2 separate regions of the Salmo salar genome follow, and region 1 is linked to region 2. A link is a contact called in public Hi-C data. All regions are on one chromosome and are shown on one strand. The core of a region is the stretch at or near the end of the contact, and the rest is flanking DNA. Distances in the headings are between cores, read along the strand shown.

The links. A called contact is a pair of places that touch in the nucleus more often than the background predicts.
Region 1: a Hi-C map of muscle shows a contact between it and region 2, with 6 times the contacts expected there. The contact joins the promoter of LOC106561613 here to the promoter of LOC106561609 in region 2. A contact is called at or near these places in 2 of 3 Hi-C or Micro-C datasets (gill and muscle).

The regions. Positions count from the first base shown.
Region 1 is chrssa10:114,531,714-114,534,413 of Ssal_v3.1, forward strand. It overlaps LOC106561613 (transmembrane protein 263), which reads right to left and starts at 1,293. Exons shown (of 3, transcript XM_014125733.2): 1 at 1,083-1,293; 2 at 250-358. The coding sequence starts at 1,088.
Region 2 is chrssa10:114,333,000-114,335,699 of Ssal_v3.1, forward strand. LOC106561609 (cryptochrome-2-like) reads right to left here and starts at 1,289. Exons shown (of 11, transcript XM_014125728.2): 1 at 971-1,289. The coding sequence starts at 1,128.

The DNA of each region.
Region 1 (2,700 bases), core at 43-2,542, 200 kb after region 2:
AGTGGTTTCTGAGTGGACATTAAATTTATGTAATCTATATTTCTATAAGAGCATGGTGCAAGGAAACCAAGACATCCACATCAAAGAACGTTGGATATAAATTATATCCCATGTTGATTAATGTTCATTGCAATGGACTCATCAGACACAAACACAAAAAAAGACATGTTTCAATGTTAAAGCCCTTTTCAGTAGTTAGTTTGAATCGAAATTCCGATATATCTGATTGATTAGAGAGCATGATCGTACCTTCAGGAGGTTCTTCACGTAGATAAGGAGGAATCTCCTCGTTGTTGGAGTTGTCTACTGATGTTGAACTGCTACTGGCTTCCTCCACCACCTCATTTTCATCAGGAACCTACATGACAAGTCAGTGTGAGAACTGCATCCACATAGGCCTAACTGAATAAATAATATCATATTGGGCTATTATATCTCATATAGGTAGTTGCATTTCGTAGTTTAAATGAGGACATCATTCATGATAACATAATAATAATCTCATGTAGTATGCCTATGTTGATCAATTGTGCAGGGATCAAATAAATACATTGAGAATAAAGAAAGTAAAAAAAATTTAAAGCTTAAAATGAAAACGTTATGTTTGATCTAGAGAATTGAGAATCATAGAATATAAACTGTGATCATAATCCTATTACATTGACACACTCATAATTGGCCCGACAATAGAGACAGCAGCAATACTGTTACAGTATCATGTCAAAGTGGCTGCTGTGTATCACGTGTCTGTAACACACGAACACAAAGTAATCAGCAACATGTTCTGCAGCAGGTGAGGTCGCTACATACGTAGCAAACAAACAATAACTTGTTTTCACTGAAAGAGCATCACAGTGGGCTGGCTATTAAGGGGGAGGAACTCGAGTGATGTTCACGGTGTTCATTTTCCTGTATGACACCAGCATTGTACACTACCTGAAACGTCTGTCATACAATTGCAATAAAAACACATTTTCTTTTTCTTGAATGCGAAAATGTGAGATTGCTACCAAAGACGTGCATTTCAAAAGCGTAGCTAACGGTACGATTACAACAAAAACAAAATCCCCCCATATACTCACTTTCATCTTTTACTGGAAGCAGAAGACTGATCTCTTTCTGAACACTGTCAATTCCGCCACACAAGTAAAATTGGCTAATAAATGTGGAGCATGAAACACAAAATGTGTTAAAATAAACATATAACGAGGATCAGAGTTTCGTTTAGCTAAAATGTGCAGTGTTTTGCTGTCAAAAATGTAACCGGAAGTGACGCTTGGGATGTTTACGGAATTCTTCTGTAACCTGCTGTAATGGTGATTTTCAGTCGGAAGGGGATAGCATCGAGTCAAATGATTCAATGAGGAGCCGCAGCAGCATATTGGTTCAGCTTTAGGCACTTTTAGGTGACTGACTATAGAAAAGACAAATAAATAAAAATAAATGAGGAATCGTATGAGGTGCAATATAGGTGGTATCTATTTACAGTGAAGGTGATAGAGAAGACTAGATCCAGAGATGTAGGTTATTTACACAATTAAGAAATGGCGAAAATTGATAGTTGTTAAATACTTGAAAAACGAATGTTAACGTAGGCTTACTTGGCCAAATTTTATATAGCAATACTCCTCTCAAGCACAAAAGGCAAAATGCCTACTGGCCTATACACTATATCACCAAAAGTATGTGGACACCCCTTCAAATTAGTGGATTTGGTTATTTCAGCCACACCCACTGCTGACAGGTGTATAAAATCGAGCACACAGCCATGCACTCTCCATAGGTAAACACTGGCAGTAGAATGGCCTGTACTGAAGAGTGCAGTGACTTTCAACGTGGCATCGTCATAGGATGCCACCTTTCCAACACTTTCTTAGAGCTCTGACTTTCAGACCTGAAAATCACTGACGTCATGATTTGACCACATTTTTTTCCAGAGTTCCCTAGTTGTCTTGAAAGCACTACGTTTCACCACTGACCTTTAACCTTTTAAACCAAAAGATGACAACAAATACATGTTTGACAATTATAACCTTATCAATATGGAGAATGTAGTTAATTTATTTGACCATATTTCAATGTTAAGCAAACTAGCTAACTTTATTATTAGCAATTTTAGCAAGATGAATTGTTCCAAGGCACCTCAACACATTCATGTCGGACTTATGACTTTCCACTTCCCAGTGGAAGCCACCCTAAGGTAGGCCTAGACCTCTGTAACCCCATGGCTGCGTTTACAAAGGCACCCTAATTCTTTTTCCAACTAATTGGTATTTTGGCCAATCAGATCAGCTATTTTGTTAATAATTGGGCAATATATCAGAATTGGGTTGTCACGTCCTGGCCAGTATAAAGGTTAATTAGTATTGTAGTTTGGTCAGGACGTGGCAGAGGGTATTCGTTTTATGTGGTTCGGGGTGGTGTGTTTTGTTGAAGGGGCATTTGGTTTAAGTATTCTGGGGTTTTTGGGCACTGTTTGGTTTTCAGGTATTCTATGTTTAGTCTAGTATGTCTGTTTCTATGTTTGGTTTATTGGGGTTGGGACTCTCAGTTGAAGGCAGGTGTTGTCTATCTGCCTTTGATTGAGAGTCCCATATATTAGGGTGTGTTTGTGTTTGTTATTTGTGGGTGATTGTTCTGTGTTGAGCCTTATGCTTTGCAAGACTGTCTGTTGTTTGTTGTTGTTGTTGTTGTTGTTGT
Region 2 (2,700 bases), core at 39-2,538:
CTTTGTTTATCAATGTATTACCAACTGAAATAATGCGTTTCTCCTGTCTTGAATGAAGGTCATATTTTGCCATCTCCCAAAATAAATGCGATTTCTGACTAGAGACTAGGCTCTAAAACTTTCGTGCTGTGAAACCCTCCCTATGTTCTCCATCCAGTCAAAGACAGTACGAAGACAGGCTAAAACCGCTTCTCCAGCAGAAATCCCCGATCACACTTGTAGACGATGTTGGCTAAATAAACTCACGCGTAGGAACACGTCGTCGGGTCTAACGATCATCAAAAGCACAAGCATTTCACAACCATGTGTATGTGACCAATAACATTTGATTTGAAATCAAAAAGGACACCTTCAATATAAAGTTGTTTTTGAAGAAAAAACATGAAAATGTGTCAGTTTGTCACTTCCACGAGGTTGGAGGAATAACATGTTAAACTACTTAAGTCATTGGCTGGACTCTAGTTCGGGCCTTTAGATTGTTCTTATGCGCGCTGCAACTCATCTGCTGGACTAGGTTGCGGTGCGTGGCAGTGTTGGATTTTTTTCTTCTTCAATTTGTGCGTTTTGCAGTACAAGTAGTAAACTACTGAAGAAGTTGCTAATTTGTATCGTGATTATTTTTGTGATGCGGAGCAAGACTATGCCCGATGTCTTGCCAGCATTTTCAGTACTTGATGCAGATGTACTTCGCTTTTCCACTAGCTAAAAACTAGCTAGTTAGAGTCAGTGTGTTTACTTCCACACATTCTTATTTACAATGACCGCCTACCCCGGCTAAATCTGGACAACTGTGCACCGCCCAATGGGACTCCCAATCACGGCCGGATGTGAGACAGTCTGGAATCGAACCAGGGACTGTAGTGACGCCTCTTGCACTGAGATGCAGTGCCTTAGACCGCTGTACTTTATACAGCTATTATTTCATAAAGTTATACTTAGTCGTTTTAGTAATATGTGCATTGACACTAACCTCCATCTGTTGATGCCGACGTTGGCGGAACCAGCAAACCACGGATCCAATATATAAACACATCGCACAGTGTCCGCGCCATTTAGAGCTTCCTGTAAAGCCGGATTATCGTGTAACCGCAATCCCTTACGAAACCAATGCACTGAATTCACAACCATGATTCCAAGCTAGTCCATAATAATACCAAAAATAACAAATTGAATTAAGATAAATCCTAAAATGTCTTCATTTTACGATGTAACAGACACGCATTGAGTCTTCCAAGTTGGAGTCCTGTCAACAACAGGAAGAAATGTGGAGCGGACGGATCCAAAGCACTACTACGTAACCACTTTCGTCTTCTCTCTTCCCCCATTGGTCAGAGAGTGACCGTTTAGCTCAGCGTCAATTGGTTGCTTCGCACGTGTTATATCAGAACGCCACGTTTTCTGAAAGTGGAACCGTTCTTATTAAAGCTCAATGCGCGGAACACAGATAGAAGGATCGTTAGTTAAAAATGTTCAATAATAATTGTTTTTTGTTGATGTTTTTTGTTGTTGTTGGTGTCATTACTTTAGTTTATTTCACTTGCTTTGGCAATGTTAACACATGTTTCCCATGGCAATAAAGCCCATTTGAATTGAATATAAGATAGAGGAAGAGGTGAAGCGACCGAGTATACTGGGCCCAAAATCTGTCTGCTCCAGCAGGTGGCGGTTTTTTTTCCGCTCACAAAGCGATGAGTTTTTGTATAGAGGTCAATGAGCGTGTCGAATTTGGTTAACAAAAACAATGATGGCTTATTAGTTCAATAGAATGCCTTGTTACGTTTGTACTGATATAAGTAGGACACGTGACATCCCGGCAACTTTGAAAAAGCTACTTTATATTGGACTTGTGCCTGTTGTTCACACTCGAAAAGGCCTCTAATTGGCTAGAATGGTCCCACCAGATCTTGCCTCCGACTGCCTTACATTTTTTAAGACATTTATTTCCATCGTTAGAGCGGTCACTTGAGTATCTATCTGATCAATATAATAGATAATCTGTGGTTATAACAAGAAGGGTTAGTTATACAAAATATTTGAGTGGAAGCTATGCTGTAATGTAGTTAGTAGATTGATTGACTGTTTTCCCTAAAACTAATTTAGGATCAACGCCCCCTGTCTCATGTCTCATATGTAAGCCAACATCTAGCTGCTCTTGGACCAGTTATTATGAAAACTATTTACAGTACTCGTATTTCGTCAATTGATCACAATCCTGTGGTAACGTTGCAGATGAACAATAAGCAATGGAAGCAAATGAAGGTATCCACCGATGTACTCTTAAAGGTTACGATTCATGCGTCTGCTTAGTGATCTATGCATAGACCAAAAATGAACTGAACCAGAGAAGGGCGGCCTGAACCTAGTGGATAGTCTGAACCTGTCCTGCATGAACGCAGCACAAAAGTTTTCAATATGAAGTCAATACTACCTTCTAGTGGTGAGTTTTATTAATTACAGAACGTTTCAATACAGTAAGATTTAATCTCCGATATACTAGTGCATTCCTTTCTTATTTTTGACCTCACAAACTAATGGGAGTTTTCTTTTCAGCCTTGGGGAAAATATTATTTTTTCATATCAGTCTGTCCTCTTATATGGCACAAAGTATGCAATCTTGTGGAGAATGGAACCCCACAAAATAACCACCCTCATCTATGACCAAATTGAGAAAATACAATTTTGAGTTATTATTCAGATCAC